Regions from separate parts of the Anser cygnoides genome. Here region 2 is linked to region 1. Evidence: chromatin contacts called from public Hi-C data. All regions are on one chromosome and are shown on one strand. The core of a region is the stretch at or near the end of the contact, and the rest is flanking DNA. Distances in the headings are between cores, read along the strand shown. Region 1 overlaps LOC106032018 (a long non-coding RNA gene). Region 2 overlaps LOC106032018 (a long non-coding RNA gene).

The links. A called contact is a pair of places that touch in the nucleus more often than the background predicts.
Region 2: a contact with region 1 is called in a Hi-C map of fetal liver, with 2.4 times the contacts expected there. The contact joins two enhancer-like sites. A contact is called at or near these places in 5 of 7 Hi-C or Micro-C datasets (fetal liver, granulosa cells and liver).

The regions. Positions count from the first base shown.
Region 1 is chr9:19,783,053-19,789,249 of Taihu_goose_T2T_genome, forward strand. All of the region lies in intron 1 of LOC106032018 (a long non-coding RNA gene), which reads left to right. Among named protein-coding and RNA genes, the nearest start is that of KCNMB2, 20 kb to the left of the region's middle. Within about 2 kb of position 3,484, at least 1 of the 3 cell types and tissues checked has open chromatin away from gene starts, as enhancers often do. A contact at or near this core is called in fetal liver, where this site is marked.
Region 2 is chr9:19,969,290-19,975,173 of Taihu_goose_T2T_genome, forward strand. LOC106032018 (a long non-coding RNA gene) reads left to right here. Exons shown (of 7, transcript XR_010833495.1): 6 at 495-578; 7 at 1,264-5,573. Among named protein-coding and RNA genes, the nearest start is that of TBL1XR1, 39 kb to the right of the region's middle. Within about 2 kb of position 4,267, at least 1 of the 3 cell types and tissues checked has open chromatin away from gene starts, as enhancers often do. A contact at or near this core is called in fetal liver, where this site is marked.

The DNA of each region.
Region 1 (6,197 bases), core at 2,234-4,733:
TTCAGCCCTCTATACTGCTTTGTGTCTGAATCAGACCCTTTCCCTTTGCAGTATCTTGTACCTTATCTCATACTCTGTCACTGCTTAAGTTGTCTTTGAACCCACACGCCGAGGGTGACCCTGTTCTCCAAGCTCACCCACATATTCAGCTAGTTATCCTCTACCATGGCCACGCATCAGGCATCAGGCCTGAATGTGTACTGAGGCCTGGCCTGGCGATGGGACAACCCAGCATCCTGGGGTGGATGAGACACCCTGAGACTGCCGGGAGGTTCATGCAGAACGAGTGTGTCAAAGAAAACTGTAAGTGGGCTTAAAGAAGACCTGTGTGTACTGCTTCAGATGCATGGGCCTTTTAGGAGAAGAAGATGCAGTTAAGGCCTTTCAGCTGGAGGTGCGCCACAGCTGCAGGGCTGAAGGCCCATTGGCTTCCCCTACAAAGTCATTAAGGTTAACTCACAGCACTTGCAGCCCTACTGCAGCAGTTAGAGAGAGGTTTGCGTTGTCTCAGAGCTCAGTTTTCTCCCATAGCACAAGGGTAAGATCATCCTTAAATGCCCAGTCAGATCTACAAGAGACTGATGAATTATGGTCTTGAACAGGATTTCTGTGAGGGGCACGAGGGAAAATGGCTTGTTCTTGTGGAATCCCTGTTCTTTTGCTTACTTTTTCTGCCTCTGAGGATAGTTAAGCCACCAGAAATGCTGCAGAGGAGGGTACGTATCTGGGCATTTGCCTCCACCAGGAGTGATCGCAGTTGTGTGCTTGGTCAGTGCTGTGTTTGTCTGCCCTCACTGCAGAATGGTCTCAGCCCCAACTAACTGAGCCCCTTCCTGATTTCTGCTTGCTGTCTGCCATCTACTTCCATCCACGTATTTGGCGTATTAGCTGCTCTGGTTAAAGTAGTCCCTTTCTGCAGAAACCTGTTGTATCCTTTATTGTGCTAACTCTGCACCCTGTGTTCTAATGTCAAGTTGGCTCTGTCCCCTGCCATTTCACTTGCCATTTGTGCTCAGCTCCTGACTGCTCAAAAAAACCTTAATGCTGACCTGTATTTATTGATGATTGAGCTTTTCATGGCTTTGTGAAGAAGTGCTTGCTGCTTTTGATCACGGAGGGAATTAGCGGAGAAAACCAGCACAAGCTGCCTACCTTTTTGAAATCTTAAGCATGAAGCTTTCTTTTCATTTAACGTCTTATTGGAGGTTATTTTCAAAAATCATAGAAAAGCTCTTCATTGTGCAATGTACATCTTGAAAAGGCTTTTTAAGCATCAGTGTAATTCTTAGGAGTTGTGGTGTTGTGTTTTTTTTTTTTTCCTCCAGAAAAACTTTATCCAATGCTGTTTTTAAACTTACTGTAAGCTCTGATGAAGTAACACAGAAAATCACAGAGAATGAATTACCGTCTTCCAGACAGCAGAAGCCCACAGATCTTGCCTCTGACCATACCTGTTTTTTAGAGGTACGGGAGATCAAACCAGAGGGAAAGAGTGACCAGAAATAGCTGATGTACTTAGGAAGAAAGAACGAACCTTGTTGAAAATGATGAGCTGCCGTATGTTGTTAAAGGCAATCACAATGTGAAGCACAAAACTGTCATCACCCCCAAATGTCTCTGTTTGCAGGGCCCGGGGAACTTTGTACTTGAGGTGTTAAATGAAAATTTGAAGTACTTGGCTGGCAATGTAACTCAGCTTGCTAATTCTGTGGGTAGCTCTTGGAACTGATGAGGGTTGTCTGGATTGCTATTGCAGGCTGCCCAGGCTCTGAGTGGGAGCAGTGAGTGCATCTCTTAGTGGGTTCTCTGATCCTTAGTATCATGTTCTTATTAGTCTTATTTCTCAGCTACACGTAACAAACAGTCTGGCCAACATGGTGTAAAGCAGTTTTCTTATGTTCTTATTCCGAGAATGTATTTTAGTAACTTACCAATAAGAGGCCTTAGTGGCTTCCTGGGGGAATCTAGGCAACAATAATTAAGCATATCTTCATGCTGAGTCTCTTGGGGATATGCCTTTGAAACCCTGAAGTTTTCACAAAAATCATGCTCATGTTTAGGAAGTATTTTGACTAATATTTTGTTAATGTCAGTTAGCTCAGACAAAGGAAAACAGGAAACAGAAATCAAAGAAAACTCTGAGCATAAAATGTTGTATATTGCCCCATGACTGCTTGCAACAGAGGATGTGTAGCTCAGATTTTAAAATATTGCAACCTCCAGGTTACTTTGAAAAGTGAAAATGAGAGTAAATATCAGATTCTGTGTGAAGTATTGCTAATCCATTCAGCTATCTGAATCTTATATCTTCTAGTCTTCAGGATGTGAATTGAAAAGTAAGACACAAGGTGTTGTGTAGAGTTATTTTGAGACTCTTGGAACTGCTCACAGAGGCCGTGGTATGGCCAGATCCTTATTGCACCCTATTTGTTGCCCAGGTCCAGCTCAGCCTTTGGGGTTGTGCTCCCCCAGAGCCTTGTTCTTGGCACCCTTCCTGAGGGCAGGCAGCTCGTGGTAGTCCTCATCTGCCTTTCTGCTTCTCATAGGCAGTCAGCCGATTTGTCAGGTGTGCGGCACTTCTTACTCTAGAGGTCAGTATAATGTTAGGAATGGAACTGGTGCATACCCAGTTCCTTTTCCCTGATGAGATGTTCCAGAGTGAACTCTAAATTATACTGCTTCCAATATAAGATGGAAGAGAAATTTCATACTGGGGAAATGTACTTGTAAAAGCACAACAGCCAATATGGGAAGCTCAGAGGGCGTTAAAGAAAACAATCATTGAGCCTCTTTGTTGAATGGAAGTTATGAATGCACTAGTAGTAATTTTCTGAAGCCATAGACAATAACATAATGTGAGTGGGTGATGGAAGAAATTACATAGGGTGAAATTTAGAGAGCTGACAGCAGCCTATGCATCACTTAAGACCTATTTCTGAGGGCTTAATTGCGGCTTAAATAGCACACAGGCCTCGTGCTCATCTTCTGCATAGAAACAAATTCCATCTAGAATGAGCACCGTGAGCAGAACATGGAAAATGTAATCTGATCAGCTGTAAAACTCCGGCTTTGGGGAAAGGGTGCTCTGTACTGAGAACAGATGTGGGCAATGCAGATTTATGTTGTAGCACGCACACTATAAAGGTCTAATGCTGTGTTTTGCCATCGGATGCACTGATGTTAGTCCAAAGAGATACCATGAGAATATCAATCTTTAAACAAATGGGAAAACTGAGTAATGAGCACACCCCAGGACTCTGGGGTAATCTACTCCATTTGTGAGCTATGTGGCTGATAATACTAAAAGCAATTCCACTTGTAAGTGCTTCAGAGGCATTTATATTATTTTGGGCGGCTGTCTATGAATATTCAGACTTAGTGGTAGGAAGGCTTATAAAAATTTTCAGCTTGGTTGTATGGCTGTGTAAGAGGAATCAGGACTGGACAGTCATGTATTTGCTACAAAATGGTTGCATGCTAGTTCAGTAAGAGAGGAGCCAGAGCTCTGCACGAACTCCCTGAGAGAGATCAAGCTGGAAAGCCACTTTGCATAGTGCATATTGAACACTTTTCAGTCAGTTCCCAGAATGCTTAAAAAAAAAAAGGTATGGTGGGCAGAATTAAAGCTGAACCCACTGAACTCTTCCTTATCTTTACATGCTTGGATTTCTTGTAATATTTAACTTTTTCTTTGCATTTCCTGGACTTAGGATTCTTAGTTCTGAGACGATCAATATTCCCTTGTAATGTATTTTGACATATGTTCCCGATAAGCGTTTTCAACTCGAAGTCCTAACAAAGGTTATTTTTGTCAGGAAAGAAAAAGTAAATTGGAGTAGTCTCCTTATGGCCATTTTGAAAGGAGAAACAGAGACAAAATATTAGGACTATACTAACAGTGCTTCTCAAAACACAAAGCTCAATGAATTTAACTATTTTCTTCTTAATTGAGAGGCAACCTGCAAATCATTGCTGTGCTCTGGAAAGAGATGTGTTATTCAGATGCCTGTTAAATAGTCTGCATGAATTCTGTTCCGGTTCAGGGTTTGTGCACAAACCATTCACAAATTGTCTACTTCTATTATTCACAGTGTGTGATTAGGCATGTGGTATATTTTCTGCTCTCCGACTTAATGACTGAAACATTTTGACAGGGAATAGTAAATGGTGAATGACAACCAGTAAACAACATACAACTTGAGGCACTTGCAAACACTTTCAAAAATATTAACAATCAGAAGAACAATGATTCACATCTCCATCGCTCAGTTACAGATGTATTTAAGTCCAGATGTATTTGCCCAGCTCTGGGAAGCTTGCAAGTAAAATCATTTGCAATGAATGATGTATCTTTGACTCGATTCAAGCCTTACGTTGCTTGTAAGTAGTCTAATTCTGGAAGTTGCCCACAAAGGAGCAAATTCCGATTTCCATATCAGTATGATTAACTAAAGTAACACGTCTGTCCTCCAGCAGGACTGTTGGTGCAGAGATAGGTGCCATACTCTTGTTTGGGATATAAGCATGGTGCTAAAGTCAATTTAACGGTCTACGTTAATGGTAGAAATGCTACATCTCAGAGGTAAGACCAAGTTATGTTCATTTAAAGATATCCTGATATTTTTCTTCCAGTATAAAAATTATCCTAGCTTTAGTTGATAAACTTCAGTCTCTGTTTCCATGCAAAACCAATTGCATTTCTTCGCTTCTTCAGCTTGGCAATCGAAAAACAACCCTATTCCAATCCAGAAGGCTTTGAAATGGTGGATTGTGTGTTTCTCACACAGAATGTGTAAATTTTTTTTTATGCCACAGCCTGAGGTCCTTGAACTGTATAAATGATTAAGATTTCATAACACTACAGGCAAAATTCTTTCCCTTGATCCATGCTGTAGACATCTTTTGCATTTTCTGCACACATGGTGCTTTCATTTCCATCAATGGGAATTCCACATGCTGAATAAGGAAGAAATATTTGCATTCTGGGTAACTGCCTTATTTGGGCACATCTTAATACTTTCTCGGGCAAAGCTCCTGCTGACTTTGATCTTGTTGGCAAGCTGCCCCCTGGATGAGAGTCCCTGGTTTGAAGAGTTGGTAAATGGCATTTTAACGGCAAGGGTCAGCAACAATTGCCGTGCCATTTTTCTTGCTTTCCCCACCACAAAGCTATCATCTGAAGTAAGGCACTGCAGTTCTTTTTGGAAGATTAATAGTTCCCTGCTAGTAACAGATTTTCCACTAGCCAGAAAGCAGCACACCCACTGATGAGTTTATCATTTGAACTTTGAATCCAGTCGGGAAGTTGAGACGTAAACTTTCCATGATGGTGATTTGTGGTATATTTCCAGTTTTCAGGGTCAGGTTATTAACCGGCGTAACAGTGATATAAGCACATGTCGTTGAGAACATGAATCAGATGGAGCATCTGACAAAGACCTCACTGTGCAGGCAGCTTTCCTAGGAGGCTGTGGAAGTCTGATGTGTGCCATGAAGCTCCAGGTGTCACGTTTGAAAATACCACAAGTATTAACAACCTGTGAGTGTATATAAAACTTGGCAGCATTTTTGGTACTTAGGATTTTATGCAGCGGCCTAAGGAAGGATTTTCATTTTGTTCAAAGATATGCAGTTCTTAGTGGTTTTTTTTTCCTTTCCCTATCAGTTTGAGGGAGAAAAATATTGACAAGAAACCAACCCAACTGCCTGAATTAGGTAGTTTATAACTCTTGACGTAGGAGGAACGTTCATCACTTTGTATTTGGTAATAGTGTTCTACGTTCCTGTTAAAATGAAGATAATGAAAGGGTGTAATTGTCTACAAATTTCAAATGCTTGTCCTGTAAGTCTTAAAATGTGGCACTTGAAAATATATTTAATATAGAAAAAGCTAGTGATGTAGAAATAAATATTTATTGTTGAGCTTTGAAACACTAGAAATCATTACCCAGAGAAAATTCTGATGTGTTTCTGTCCTGAACTGGAATAAAAATTGAAAGTCTTCGAGTGTTGTTCTGAAGAGCAGTGTAGTGTAGAAATACTTAACCTTTTGTTTAAGACCAGTCTAACGTTACAACTGGGCACATGTTATGGAAATTGTATCTTGGGTGTCTCTTGCCTCCATTCAGCTGCAGGGATTAGATATTTTTGCTTCATGGCGTATCCCATGATACGCCCTGTTTTATGGCTTCCACAAA
Region 2 (5,884 bases), core at 3,017-5,516, 190 kb after region 1:
ACAGTGTTTTCTGTTTTCTAATTTATTTATTTTTTAAACCTGCTTACACATTAGGGGAACATGCACAATTTTGAAAGCAGTTTGATGGAAATATGTATTTCATTGGGGAAGAGTTTCGAACTTATCCCATCAGCTCTATTAATAGCACTTAGCACTTACTCAGGTATCTTAACCAGGGTTTCTCAAAGCGCATTACGAAAGTACATCATTAGCCCTATTCTAGATCGATCTGTCTAAAGCTGAGCCGGAATGTTTTTAATTTGACTTCTAAATCACCACTGCCAATATGTCTCTGTGAGCTACACTTGTACAGTCAGGAAATGAAACAATTTCTCATGATGCACGTCAAAATTAGCCAGCACGAACTGGCTACGGGCCCCCGGGACAGGACAGTCCACTGCACCAGGAATCGGGAGATTCTTCTCTGCCACCACGTTCCCACAGGGCCATTTGCAAGTCTCTGCATTGCGCATCTTTTTTTCGTCCCTTTTTAGGCTGCCGGCTGCATTTAGACTGGAAGTCCTCTGGAAAAAGCACTGCGGCATCCCTCGGCCATTGGTGGCAGCGCTACGGAGCGGGTGAGCCACGCAAATCATTTTGGAACAGGAGATGAGGCAAGGTGGAAGCAAAAACCATAAGCATTTTTGCAGAACTGCTGCTAGAAAAGATTTTAAGATCCCTTTTGGGTTTTGACATCTTAAAAAAAAATTGAACTGCACAAAAATTAGTCACCGAACTTACAGAAAGGAATGACAGTCACAAAACAGGACCAGAGGCAGTTGTGATATTAGCAACCACCCCTTCATCACAGTGGTTACGTAGGCATTGAATGAGAAAGGCAGGAGGGTATGTTTGTAAAGAAAACCTGTTTTTCACAGGTTGCCCCTTCCACAGTGGCAGACCACAGATTGAGAAGAGCTGACTACCCTTCCAGTAGCAGTAATGCAATTACACTGCTCAGAGCGAGGGAGAAAAACAGCGGCTGATTTGCTTTGCGTCATGTTCTGTTAACCTCAGAATTAACCTTGCTGGACACAGATCTGTTAACTTTTACCATGCTCCCCCAATTAATCTGCTGAAGTCTGGGATAGAAATAGCTATCCACAGCTGTTACGAATTGATATGTTCCCTGTTGATGCTTGGCACTGCCTTCAGAAAAAAGAAAAGTTTCTTATTTTATTCTTTGCTATGAAGTTAACTTTTTTTTTTTTTTCCTATTTTTACTATTTTTAATGCTCTTTCTTTGCAAACTGATGGCCTCAGACTGCTCGGCTTTGCTTTGATTGGAATGGAAGGCAGACTTGCTACTTGAGGACACTCCGTAATGGTAACTTCAGAGCTGTTATTTTTGTTTTAGAAAAAGGAAGGGTGGAGGGAGCTTGCGGGGTGCACAGCTCTAAGTGCATCAGGTTACACCACGGCACGCATTGCGTTTCCAGGGCTGCGGGGAGCAACAACCCCTTAGATGTCCTCTGTCCTGCTGGTAATGCCTGAACGAAACAGCCAGATCCACCTGGGGCCACCATCCTGCAAACGCCTGCTCACACACAGCAGCAGCTGTGGTTTTAGTGCGTGCTCAGAATGGAAATCCCCAAATCTGCAAACTGCAGAAAAACGGCAAAATCCCCAAATCTGCAAAGCCACCTCTGCAAACCGGGGCGGTACATATGTACCAAGCAAACGTAGGCCTTTAGAACTGTACTCAGTGAGGTGGCTCCGATCCTTCTCACTCCTGTTTTGGGCTTCCATTCCTGACATTTAGGCACTGGCTGAATGTCGTATCCACAGAGTAAAGCGTTCATAGATCTTTTTGAACCTTGGTTGAAAAATTAACTACCAAGAGTCAGATGACGATCTTGGGACTTGTGAGGGCTCTCTCTCTGCCAGTGTCAAACTGGAGGAAGGGGAGGAGGTGGCTGTCTCTTTTTAACAACAGGTTAAACCTTTCATGCAGTGGCTAAAGTGTTTTGTTAGGTGTGGTGTAAAACCATGATTACAGAAAACAAAGTATGGGAAGATGTTTGAAGTGACAACAGTGACAGCAAACCCCACACCAGCTGGTGACATGGCACAAACATCGCACACCCATGGCACAGACGGAGCAGCCCGGGTGCCCGGGCTCGCCTGCAATGCCCTTGGTGATGGATGCCCAGGCACAAGGGATTTCACCAGGCACACAGCTGCTAGGGTAGGTTGCTGCATAATGCCGACGGGGTCTGGTTTTCTTTTCCATAATCTCCAAAGTTGCCTTGATTCAGAACGAATGAAAGCATTGAGTGTCTCCAAAAGCTCCAAATAACTCGTGTTTTCTCATCTATGCCCTCTGCTCTGCACATTACTCTTTTGTTTGTCTTCCCTCAGCGTGCATCTAGAGGAGAGATTACAAGTTGCACCATCAGCAGCCAAGCAAGGTCTGAGCCACAAGGAAAGATCTGAGTCATCTCCCCGAGAGAGTATTTTAGCCATACATCATTGTTTGTTTTCAGGCAAACCAGTACAATTATGCAACATAAATTCTTTTAAAGCATTCGGGACTTCAGTTCAATTTAAAATCCTGTAGGTTTTATGGCCAGGATGAGTGATTACAAAGCGTGTGCATACAAATGAAGACTTAGGAAGAAGCGTGTGGGGAGGATGAAAGGGCGCACGGAGCCTCATGCGCTCGCTGGGCAAGCTCCGGCCAGGCTGCAACAAAGGGTGGGAGATCTGAAGGGCCCACGTCAAAGGCAGGTTATGATATTTATGGCTCTGGAGCACGGTTTCACTCACCCAGTGCCATGAGCATTTTCTGTGATTGCAATCTCCTACAAACGCTTTTCTATGGGCTTCAGTAGAGCCAGGTGACTTTGTCTGGATTACCTCCTGAATTATGCTGCCTTGAATGGGGATGAGAATCTGATCTATTTAAAAACAAGACTCGGCTATAACAGAAATAGAGGGAGGCATTAAAATGTCTGCCATCTGAATATTTCATCGCTCCGGGAAAGTGCTAAGCAGGGGCTTGAGGCTCAGATGCCATCCTCGGGCAGAAGGACAGGCTGGCAGTGGGGACACTGAGCCCACCCGTCCCCTTGCTGTGTCACCAAGTTCCCGTGGGGAAATCAGAGCCGTGGCTGAGCTGCTTTTACCCCTGCCCCTGCCTCCTTTCTCTCCCGAGGCAGCACCGCATCCCTGCCATTTAAAGACGCGGTGCTTGCTGCCTGCAAGCTCAGCCTCCACTGCACAGCCCCAGGAGCTGCAGACCCAGGTGGGGAACCAGGACCTAGAGGCACAACGAGTAGAGAGCAAAGATCCCACAGCTTGGCTTAATGTGCTTTCTTGGAGACATACTGTCATGGTTTTTGGAGGCCTGGCAGTTAAATCAGTTTACAATGCCAGCTACCTATTTATTTATTCTTCCTTCTGTACAGAGGAGTGGAGTCTATGGTGTTTTGCTCCCTCTCTCTCATTTAGGTGAACATACGGATAGGTTTGTGTCTCAGTATTCCGCTTTTACTTACACTGATGTAAATTCCACTGCAGCAGGAGGGATTATTGACAGCGGATCTGAGACGATCCAAGGCCAGACTCTGACCTATTGATTTTGCCAAGATTGCACAGGACGTATGTAGTTCATTGCAGAATACAGTCTTTGTTTGTTTTGTTTATTGCTCAATATATAACAATGTGGAATAAAGAACGACGCCAAACTGCAGAAATGCCTGAGGATTTCTCTTTAATTGAAATCAGGACTGGGATCAGAACTCCTTGTAAATCAAGAGCAGTCAGCCTTTGAGAAAATTCACTGCTTTTCCAAAGTTTACTTTCAAATGGGATTTAGCTTTAACTCTTCACCTCTCAGAGCAGCTCAGCTAAATAATCTTTAATGATTTCTCTGGAGCCACTATGTGCTGCTCAATAGCTTGAAAATTCATGGGCACAACAGATGCTGGGCAAGACTCTTGTTTGTACTAAGTGTGACCTGTAGTTGAGAAAAAGCAAATCCGTGTAAATATTAGAGATATTCCCAGTATCGATCCCAATCGACATTCTTGAAAAGCTGGACTCTCTTCCAAATCAGGATTTTGGTTCTCCTCTGAATCAGGATTTTGGTTCAGTCCATTAAAAACCCAACGGTTGTCCTTGTAAAGTGATGACCTAGATCTGCATTTAACTTCAGTTTGATGCTGCTTTGGATTAACCTTTAACTCGGAGCCCTGTAGCCTCAGTGCCGTACGAACTCCTACCCACAAATTCCACCAGCGGGTTGGCTCCAGCCTTCCCGAGAGCGCCTCAGCCTCCAGGTAAATGGGTGCCAACCGCTGTGAGCAGAGCAACATCACAGCCCTGATGTCCTAATTAGAGTCCCGTTGTTTCCCACATCAGAGCTCCCTGCGTGTTATGAAACAGCCAACCAACAGCGTGGTGCTCAGCCGAAGATTTCACAATGCGACTTTCCTTCTCCAGCTGTATTTTTCCAAACTCACATTTTCAGAGGCTCTCATTTCAATGCGTTTATTGGATTGAGATGTCTCATAATTGTTTATAACAAAAGAGCTCATCCTTCCAGCCTATTGTAAATGGGCAGCGCACTGAACGCTAAGTTAGCAGCAGCAGGCTGCAAGAGGAGCGGGCTATTAAGATGAATGCCACAAATCTGAATTCTCCCGTCCCCACCCTTCAGCAACCCATCTGTGTGTGTGGCTGGGAAGGAAAAGAAAGGGATCCTCTTCTCCAGGATAATAGCAAACGCTACTAGAGAGGAAAGAGGAAAACCCTGTTTATTCCTAGCAGGAAGATAATTGATCTCCAGCCCGCACACAACCGGTCTCAGAGCAGCCGGTAGCAGCACAGCAGAGCCTGTAGCGAACCAGAGCCCAACCAGCCTGTCAAACAAAAGCTTTATAGGGACACCAGGGAGAACAAAAGTAGCACATTTCGTTCGTTCATCATAAATCTTCCCCTTTATTGTGCGGAGATGCTTGGCTGCCGAGCGCGCCGCGTTTCGGCGCGGGGGCCACCCCGCGGGCGGTGCGAGAGCCCCCAGGCCCCCCGCAGCCCCCCGGGGCTGCGCTCACCTCCTGCCAGCCCCAGCTGGTCCCCGCGTCCTCAGACACCAGCAGCCCTGGGCTCCGGCTCTATCACTCTCTCTTTTATGTCTGCTGAAGGTAATAAAATAACCATTTCTAAATTTAACTAGCATTGCATAATGCAGCTATTTATTATGTAAAGCTGCTGTTTACAATGCCCAGAATATTGATCACTATAAAAAATGCAATGCAGCTAGAGCTCGTATAAATTACTGTTACTGTTTTCCTTTCTTTTTGTTTAAAGGATCAATCAAAGGTCTAATTTGTTCTCATGAATTCACCTCTGCGTGGCGTGCAAAGCACCAGGCAGCGCGTTGTTTACTGTCATTCAGGCTTGCATGCAGCACTCAGCTCCGAGTCTGGCAGAGGATATGTAAAGATGACAATTTGTTCATTATCCGAACCATTGGAAAAGGCAAATAAAGCACACTAACCTGCTTTACTTCAAATCAGGTCAATTTTTTTTTTTCTCTCAGCTATAAAGCAGCAGTGGCAAGCACTTAAAAATTCCAGCTTTATGACTGTATGTCATCATTATCACGTACAGCAGATTATGAATAGGTATTTTCTTACAATAGCACATGAAGCCTGAGAAAATGAAAGACGTTTTCTATTCTTTAGGCCTTTTGGGGGTAGAAAGGAGGATGGAAAAAGAGAATTAAATATTAACAGAGCAAACAGATCACTAAGCAAAAAACAATTAAATAGCACAGCATCCATTCAACAATAACAGCAAATCATGATGCAACCGCTGAGCGTGGGGCAACATACTAATCATGGATTAAAGGGTCTGATTTGTGCCTCATGAGTATTCA